Linked DNA regions of Chanodichthys erythropterus: region 2 is linked to region 1. The links are chromatin contacts, called in public Hi-C maps. All regions are on one chromosome and are shown on one strand. The core of a region is the stretch at or near the end of the contact, and the rest is flanking DNA. Distances in the headings are between cores, read along the strand shown. Region 1 holds the start of pex11a (peroxisomal biogenesis factor 11 alpha). Region 2 holds the start of serf2a (small EDRK-rich factor 2a).

Evidence for each region. A called contact is a pair of places that touch in the nucleus more often than the background predicts.
Region 2: a contact with region 1 is called in a Hi-C map of an unstated tissue, with 4 times the contacts expected there. The contact joins the promoter of serf2a here to the promoter of pex11a in region 1. A contact is called at or near these places in 2 of 2 Hi-C or Micro-C datasets (muscle and an unstated tissue).

What each region holds. Positions count from the first base shown.
Region 1 is chr7:38,147,995-38,153,081 of ASM2448905v1, reverse strand. It overlaps pex11a (peroxisomal biogenesis factor 11 alpha), which reads right to left and starts at 2,674. Exons shown (of 3, transcript XM_067390476.1): 1 at 1,964-2,674; 2 at 1,736-1,851. The coding sequence starts at 2,019.
Region 2 is chr7:38,280,629-38,285,715 of ASM2448905v1, reverse strand. serf2a (small EDRK-rich factor 2a) reads right to left here and starts at 2,326. Exons shown (of 2, transcript XR_010895449.1): 1 at 2,220-2,326; 2 at 387-524. It overlaps fkbp16 (FKBP prolyl isomerase 16), which reads right to left. Exons shown (of 9, transcript XM_067390475.1): 9 at 4,800-5,087.

The DNA of each region.
Region 1 (5,087 bases), core at 1,425-3,924:
ATATATCTGTTTAAGCACAAGACAGGAAAGAGAGCTCAATTCAGCATTCGCACGCTATCTGAGAAGTAGAAATCTGGGCGCGTGCTTCGGATGTGTGCACACAAATCTTATCAGGCCACTGAATTGAGTTCTCTTTCGCGTCTTCTTGCACTTGAATTTTATATTGGCAAGGCCTAAACACACGCTCCACCTCGTCTATAAGCAAGGACTAAAATAAAGCAATGTAATATGAATTAATATCTATTCTTGAATAAAAAAATAAATAAAAAAAAACTAGCTTCCGACAGATGGCCGTACGCACGTCGACTTACGCCAAAAGAATAACCCCTGATGCGATGTAGGAGTAGCGTAAGCTTTGACGCCAATTCGTGACCGGTGTTTTGTTTTGCTCTCTCCTCTGCGCTTCCGCGTTCATCAATACATTATGCGTTGGATCAGAGTTCACTCTTTCACCGTAAATTGATACGCATCGCCATTTGTCAGAAGCTAGTTATTTTAGTTTTTCAAGTTTTAAATATACGTTTTTTCAAAATCTCATCCTCTATTTACTGCCATTAATAAAGCTTGGAAGAGCTCCGTTTGAATTCGTCTGAAAGAAGAAAGTCATATACACCTAGGATGGCTTGATCTGAGTAAATCATAGGTTCATTTTCATTTTTGGTTGAACTAACACTTTAAGTCATAAATTCGTTATTTGGTGAAATTGAGGATTATGAGACCTGCAAGATTTTGTTCAATTCATAACAATTTGATGTAGTGACAGGCCTATTAAGTGGTGTATCACAGCCACAGGTATATAATGCTAGGGTTACAATTTTGATCATCATTAGCAGTTTAACTGAGAAGCAGAGACGACCTTTACAATTTGAAGGCCCCCCACATCACATTTGCAATTGTGCTGATATTCGGGAAAACAGCACTCTATATCCTATTATAAAGATTCAAAACAAGAATACATACAGGGACATTTTTGCTCCACATATATTGATTTTTAGGGGGCATTTTTGCATCAAAAACCCCTGTTCTGTGATGACCCCTTCTGTTGTGACGCTCATTCAAGTGAAATGAGTGAAACATAGCAAAGGCTGCTACTGCTGAGAAGTTATTTGAAAGTCATGGCATAATACTTATAATACATTGTACATAATTTAGTCCTAGCGTTCAAGCCAAATGCAACTGTGGCAAAACAGCTGCGAAAAACGTCCTTATCGTGGTGTATATCTGTGAAACAGTGAAATAGTTTCTCGAACAAGAAAATATGTAGGGCAGGACTTGATTCCCATTGGGAATTGATTGGATCATTGTGGTTTGCTATAGTTGGATCTCATGTGAGTGACAGGTTGTTCCGCCCTCGTGCCAGTAAACATGGCATCAGAGAAGAGATGTTGTTTCAGTGGGGAAGGGGATGTAATTTTAATTAAAGTTTACAATGCCACATGCATAAACATAAAACAATGATGTGTATGCATAAATCATTTACAATGGATACTGCTCCACAAAAATATAAAAATGGTGACTACAAGTTGATATGATATTGAACTGTATAGGAAGATTATTAGAGAAATAAGAAATGCAACTGGCATAAATGATAGTGACTCATAAATAGTATTAGTATCTAATAAGTACTAGAAGTACTAGTAAAGCTGGAATGCATACTAGTAACTACTGAGAAAGAACTGAAAGGTCTTGTTTTGTATGTTTTGTGTGTTATGTAACAGAAAATGTTCATTCTTACGCTTCCGCCCCGAACTCATATTAGACTCCAGAGACTGCAGCTTTTTCACCAGCTCTTTTCTCTTCGCTTCATTTCTCAGAAGGTATTTCGCCAAAGCGCATGCATATTGGGTTGCTCTAAAGCAAACAAATAAAATGTTCAGACATAGTCTAGCTCATCTTTTATTGGAAATAACTTCAATTCAGTGTACTTTTTGACGGATGACAAGCTTTGATAAGAGGTACTGACCTGAATATGCGATCCCTTCCTTGACTTTGGTTAGTGAAGCTAATGAAAGTTTCCATGTGTGCAACAGCTAGTGTGCTACTGTGAAACTGAAAAGTTCTTTCAGGAATAAATGACTAAAAAGTCGAAAAGCGGTGCATACTCAAAGTTAAACGATCCGTGTTAGTTTAGTCACAGTATGTCCTGTCAAATCCACACGATCCTGTGTGCCTGTGGGAACTGAGGTGAAAGTTCATGCAACATACAAAACACACGCTGGAGCCAAAGAACAAACTTCAGATCCATTTAGTAAATCATTACTGTGTAATTGTACTGTCAATACTGTGTCGCAATTGTAAAAAACAATAAAGCTTCGACCTAACTAATTATAGGCGATTTAAAATGAATGATATATGACGAAAAAAGCTGTTGTTTAGCGATAGAATGTCCGATTCATTTTCAGGAATCGGTTCTTTCGAACAGTTCGTTTGAAACATTTCCAGTTTTACGTCATGACGTAATTGCGTCATCACACGGCTCCTGGCATCCTAGATTTTAATCAAAATTGTCTAATGAGCCATATAAAGACAGTGTATGTTATTAATAAGCGTGTTTATTGATATTTAATGCATCACATTTTTGTTTGTTGCGATTATGATTCAGTCGTAAACATTTCCTTTTTTATTTGTAACATTTCTTCTGTTCGGCCAATAACTTACTTTTTCGCCCCAAAAGTAAATTCTTCCTCCGTGATCTGTCGTGAATGAATCTGCCTTTGTGAATCAGTTCACCTGTTTCTTTTAAAGATCCGACTCAAAAGAATGATTCATTTACGTTTATACGATTCATTCACTGTAGTATTTATTTTGTATTCGCTAATACGCTACATTTTAAGATGCATATTTAAAGTTGTGTTACAATTGTAACTACATCATGAATTCTATGTTGTTCTTTGTCATTTTAGAAAGTGTTTATGTGTTAATTGTTGTAAAGCTCTAGTTTTAAATCGGATGTTTTTGGATGAAGGACAAGTGCGTACTTCCTGATTTAACTGACCAATGACTGGCTCAGGATTGGAGGACGGAAATACATTTGTTATGACGCTGATGTTACAATATTTAGTTTGCTTAAAAACTAGCAAGATGTGATAATAGGCCTATGCATATGTCTTATAATAATACGACAATAATTTATGTATTTTGCATATGATCTATTTGTATTTTCATATGATGATGATTATTGATGTTGCTGGAAAATCAATTGAATTCTTATTATTTTCAGAGTATGACTCGGGCATATCAGTCAAGTTGTGTGTGCATTTTAAAGTAATTGTCTGAGTTCTGAAACTGCGTTTACATTGGATTCAGATTGGATTTTTAGTGGTAACAGATATTGGCCATACGTTTTAAGCAGTAAATTTAAAATCATCAGGTACTCAACAGGGCGGGACTGTAAAATCTTTTTAGCAACTGTTTATTACATGTTCGTCATAAAATACAATAGGTTTTCTTTACATAAAACACATTGTAAAAGCAGGGTCTTGACAGTCTGAGTGACTTGAATGAGAATACCAGACATAACCTACTTTCTATTTTTATACATGATTCTGCTTGATGATTTGAACTGCTCCCATGTGATTACCAAAGTAGTTTCAATGCCTTTAGGGAAAACATATACAAACAATTATTTATGATTATGTATGATTATGAAAAAAGCAAGTAGTAGGCTATATAGAAAACCAAAGGTCAAGAGATGAGATGCCCTTGAAATCAGACAGTGAAGGCTAATTTTAGCATGACGAACGCTTCTCATTTTTTACATGAAGACGATGTAGACTGCGAAATTTAAAATGGATCATCTCTGATATGTTTCCCCAGTCTTTGATTATTCCTTCTGATGTTAACTATTACATGTTTTACATCTACAGTAAGTTTTTTTTTTTTTTTTTTTTTTTATCTCTGATATGCAGCCTGAAAGAGAATATTTGAAATTGGGCATGTTACTTCTTTTATTAAGGCAACCATGTTTGATTGATGACCTTATGTCCAAAATGATAAGATTAAAGCCAGTGTTCATTAATGCTTCACGAAGCTTACATAAAGTTGCATAAATTTCTACTTAGAATTAATTAGCCTATATTAGGCATTATATTATATATATATATATATATATATATATATATATATATATATATATATTAGAGTGCATATAGAATTATTTGTACTTTTTAAAAACATCACCATGTGCTATCATGATGTGAAAGTCAGATCAGATCACACCTGCAGGGGGCAGTGTTTAATTAAGAAAGAAACACTGTGTTAGTCTCATATAATTTAGTGAATCCTCAAAAAAATGCCTTTGCACACACCGGTAAAACACACCTTAATCATAAATTCAACCACCTCAGGGCTGCAAAATGACATTTCGAAAGTAAGTTCAGGTAAAAAGCCGCCCAAATTAAATATGCAGTGACATTTTTATCACTTTTATGATATCACATCGTATACTACCTTATTACGGATCTGCTGTATTGCCCTTCTCAGTTGATTCAGGCTATATTGATGTTAAGAAATGTTTTTAGAAGTATGATTTGGCAACACATTTGCATGCATGAGATTGCTTTATGTATTAGGTATTCCTGGAACAGCTGAAGTTCATTTGGGAAAGCACAGATGATTCACCCAAGAATACTGTGTTCCTGAAGAAGCATATTAATATGGTTTATGGACAAACAATAAATTTCAGCTGTCTTTGTGTAGATATAATAACACTAATTCTTGGTTATATTAGGAGACTGTCATGCTGTGAGGAGTGTTGATGTGTTTATCATAAAGATTATCATAAAGAACAAGATGTTTACACCGAGTTAAGTATTTACAGAGATAAACATAGTACGTTTAAAAGCTATTTAATATGAAAAAGATACACTAATATATATTTTTTTAATGTACAAGATATTTTTAAGAGAGAAAAATGCAGATAGGTACTCCTGGAAAACACATAACAAAACAAAGAACAACTTTGCAGTTGGATTTATTGATTGAAGCATGGGTTATTTTAAACATGCCTGGAGGCGAATTAAACATACGTATTTTTCTGCTTCCTCCATCCAACAGTAGGTTATTTTGAGATATCTAATATTCAAAAC
Region 2 (5,087 bases), core at 1,077-3,576, 130 kb before region 1:
CTACAAATGATCAATTCACTTCAGGGTTCAGTGTTTATATACATGTTTTTATTTATGTTGTCGAGGAATGTTCATGTAAATGTTTCTAACATTGTGTTAAATAAAAGTTTTAGATTTGGTTTAAATCAAAGGTCTGGAAGCCATTTTTCTGATGTACTCTAGCATTTTTGACACATCTTTAAAACAAAGAAGCAAACTTTGGTTTGAGTTACACTTTATTCAACAATTAAGGAAATGAAGAAAAAAAGTGTTTTTTGGAGATGGGTCTGTTATTCTTTGTTTTTACATGGTAAATACTGCTCAAGAAAAGAGACCTGTGCACAGTGAAGTAAATACCCAGTCAACCTAAACTGGTACAGTACAAAAAAGGCTTTAAAGGAAAGTACAAACAATGATGCTGCTGAATCCAGACCAAGATGGCTTAAGATTGTCCGGATGATTTGTCGATGTCTTCTAACTATTTGGCTTTAGAATCCGACTTTTCGTTGGCTTTCTTTTGCTTCTGTTGCATTATTTCTGCATCTCTAAAAGAACAAATGGAAAAATAATGGCAGTTAATAGTGTCCCACTACATTTTTAAAGTGCAGCACATTTCCATTTCCCCTACTCACAGAAACTAAGCAACACATTATGTAGGAGAACTTCTTCCACGCATTAGCTCAAGGTCTGCTATTGCCGGTTACCTCTGCTTTCGGGCAGCAGCAGATAAACCATCGTCATTTCTCTTGCCCTTGTGCATATCACTTTGCTTCTTGGCATTTTTCTGGCGAGCAAGTTCACGCTGGTTTCCCCCTAAATAGGACACAGTGCGGAAATTAAATATCTGAGCTATCTGACACTAAAGTGAGATTAAAACCTCTTCAGATCTCCAAAGGATTAGTCTACTTTATTTAAAACTTTTCCTGATAATTTACTCACCCCCATGTCATCCAAGATGTTCATGTCTGTCTTTCGTCAGTCGAAAAGAAATTAAGGTTTGAGGAAAACATTTCAGGATTTCTCTCCATATAGTGCTACCAACAGGCTGAAGGTCCAAATTACAGTTTCATTGCAGCTTCAAAGGGCTTTAAACTATACCAGATGAGGAATAAGAGTCTTATCTAGTGAAACAATCAGTCATTTTCCATAATCTATTCTACTTAAGGAAAAAAACGAAACTGGCACCACGTTCGTTCCGTAAGTAGAATAGGGAAGGCGTAGGACATGCAGCGTAAGCTTTTTGAAGAATACGGAAACCAGAAGTACGTTTAAGGCGATTTATTTTGTTTATAAAGCATAAACGTTTTTTTTTTTTTTTTTTGCTAGATAAGACCCTTATTCCTCATCTGGTATAGTTTAAAGCCCTTTGAAGCTGCACTGAAACTGTAATTTGGGCCTTCAACATGTTGGTAGCAGTTGAAGTCCACTATATGGAGAGAAATCCTGGAATGTTTTCCTCAACAGAAAGACATGAACATCTTGGATGACATGGGGGTGAGTAAATTATCAGGAAGTGTATTTTAAAAGTGGACTAATCCTTTTAACCCAAAAAAGCCTAATGTATATTTGATACATGAATGTCATGAATATCAACATGGTTAACTTGTTGCACCCAATTTTCTGCATGTCTTGATTGTTAATATTCCAAGATGAACATTTACTGAATTGAAGCAACTTTGATTTACTTTTATTTTTCATTTTTATCATTGATGCATGATCCATTGTATTTAAATTTACACAAAACAATGTTAAGACGCATTTTTGGTAGATTTAGTGTGACTTGCATAAAATGAAAGGTATTTTCCTTAGTTTGGGCATCTGAATAAAACTCGGGTGCGCTTTTTTTTCTCCCTTGCCTTTCCGAGTGTGAGCTTCATATTTTCACTATATCAATCATACTATGGACCATAAAAGCCAGATATCATAATACAGAACTTAAACCTTTTATTCAAATATTTTAAATAGAGATCTCATTTGTGATTCTATTTTCCCCTTTAAGAGGGTGTGTGCGAGATACAAACACAACCAACTTTTAAAAAAGGAACTTAGCATAAATATAAAGTTATACATATAATTTTGTTTAACCCCGTAGAAAACCCACAAAATCCCGACCAGTTGTTTTTAAATCGCAATCTCTCAGGCCTCATACGCCATGGCCCAATGTAAGAGGTCTTATTTACATCTGACAACGACCAAATATCGCAAAACCGAACCCAAGTCAGATCCGTGTATATACTTACTGGTCATTTTTGATCAGTTTTATCCGCTTTTCAGAGTAGCTCACCCCAAGGGCCGCTATCTTATTTCCCGACCAACAAACCGATATCTTGACTGTCTGGCGTCAAACTCACTCTGGAAGTATCCGCAGCATCGCGAGATTTTTCTGTACAAAAGATCTCGCGTACAGGAGGCAATCATTTGATTGGATGCGACATATGACGTCAGGAACAGTCAAACCATAGATATACATACATAGATGCTACATTCGACCGCTCCAGAGACGTCGGCACGCTCGCCATCTTGAAGCGGTCAACGTGTCGTCACTCACAGTAAGAATCGATGATGCCAGAACATTGCACAGCTTCTGGTTGTGAAACTGACGAAATTTATATTCCTGAAGAAATGGAATAACCTTTCACCGGTGAGAATGTGTTGGTTTGTCTTTTTATATGTATAACTCAATATTAGGCCTACAAAGTTTTAATTTTACTATGGTAACTTTAAGGCAGTTTTAGCTGACTCCGTCTTACTGTATTGTTGTAGTTTAGCAAAATGATCTGCTCAAGTCTATTGCAGGTATAGATATCCATACATGCGTATAACTACGGCTGTAGATGCTCAGTCAACTTGCTTTCTAATGTTCATGGACTTTTGACCGTTCCAATATGGCGGACGGCTATGAGACATCTATCAGTAAAACTAGCCCTGCATCCCATACAATCCACCCTATCCGCCCTAAATAGTATTGAATATTACTAGTGTCACATACTATTTAGGATGGATAGTATGCACATTGAGACGCAGGCTAGGGCTGCGTTCCAGTTCGTTTTTCATGCCCTTCCCTCACTAACTTCCCTCAGTCTCGTTGACTCGGATGTACGTCATTGCTTATTTTGCACGAGTGCCCACTACTGGCGAAACCCTTGCAATTGGCTAAATTGAAAATCCAGTGTTTAGTTGATCCTGATAAGTGCTAAGGCTTTGGGATGTTCCAAAGTATGTGAAAGTTCAAGGTATAGACTATTTAAAAACGTCTAAGAGTTTTGTTTTTGTACGGACACTGAACAAAACAAACTGTAATATTGGTTGCTTCAGTCAGATGGCCTCTTGATCCGTCAGCCAATGAAAGCTGCTTTGGAGTCCAGACCTTCTTTTGTCAGTCTGAAGGTCTGGCTACGTGAGAGGGTCATGCTAACTTCTGGGTTGGCCTACAAAAATACATCATTACTGCAGAAACTTTCTATCTTAAAAGTCTGCCATCTTCTTTCCTGTTGCATGCTAGGATGGGAGCATCATAAATAAAATTTAAAATTAAGGCTATTTGTAGCTTGCAGAAACACATATTTTGAATTGCTGTTAAGCAGGGGTCCATGATGATCAAACAAACCCTCTTGGTCCTTTTCTGCCTGAGTGAAAATCACTGTCCAAAACAAAATTAATTTGTTAGAATTCAATGGGGGTGAATTAAATGAAGAAATATTCTAATTTTGAGTTGTTTTAGCTTATATTTTAAAGGCCCCGTTGGGAGTTTGCTGGTTAAGAACCACTGCATTAGACTTGGCCTAACAGGTCACCTTTAAAAATATTCAAAGCATATATTTCTGTAAAAAAAAAAGTAATAGTTGCACTCAAATGTCCATAGCAAAGCAGAACTGAGACTTCATCCATTCATCTGAGAGAAACGCCACCTGTGCTGTTATCAGATACAATGCATTATAACAGTCAAGGACAGAATCTGTGATCTCCAACACGTCACACCGACTGGTTTGGGCAACAATAGATTAATCAGCTGCTGTATTAGATCCTCTGTACAGATGAGTCACTGCCGCTCAGACTGTTTACAGGAGTGCCAGAGTGTGGAGGAGGGCAGCGTAATGCTCATGCCCGGGAAACCGAACCCTGGAGTGGAACCAGAGTAATTGTGTGGGTTAGTATTCAAGGCCGGATGTAGTTCCACTTCTGTGAGAGCAGACGTAAAATCAACATGGAGTCAAAATAGACCTTATTTGCTTTCTTAATTCGTTTTCCCGGTCTTATTACGAATGACTCATCGGTGCATGTTATTTTAAAGAAAAATGATTTGTCTTTGTATACTCTAATCTACTGGTTATCAAACATTTTTATTTGAAGGCTCCCCATAGTCCAACACAATATTCAGTGTATATATAAGGCAATATATTTCTTATGCATCTCATATATGAAGCTACTTGTTTTCCAAACTTTTTATTAACAATGTTGATGTTTTACCTAACCTCAATTCATTTTGTTATTCCAGAAATTTCAAGAACTGAACATTAGATTGGTCTGAGTTTATTGAAATCCTAAAAAACACAATAAATATATTAATTTAAATAATGAAACAACTCGGATAATGCTGAAGGGCAGTGTAGAAATGTAAAAATATTAATTCCCACTTATATGATTCAACCAATTCCTGAAATAAAAATAAATGCTTCAGTATCCCGTTTCACATTATGAAAATAGTAACACTTTTATATATTTTTATATTTATTTTGTCATATCCATGTCAACAAAGAGATAAAATAAAAGAAATTGTCTGCACATTAATTCATATAGTTTGACTGAATTATTGTATTTCGGTTGTAATATTGATTTATTGTCATCTTGAAGACATTTCTCAACACATTTTATTCTTCATAACTGAATCAAATGTTTTCTACCATTATGATTTATAACAGCTGTTCCCACAAAAAACCTAATAGCTAATTCTATCACTACACGTGTGATAAAGCAAAACAAAACGCCAAACATTAATACTTGTTTTTATTGCAAATATTTGAAATGCATTTGCTTTGCCCTTTTATTTTGTGCGTATTTTCTGCTCTGCATAAGCCGGTGTTCCACCGGTAGAGCCGCCCATGCAGCTG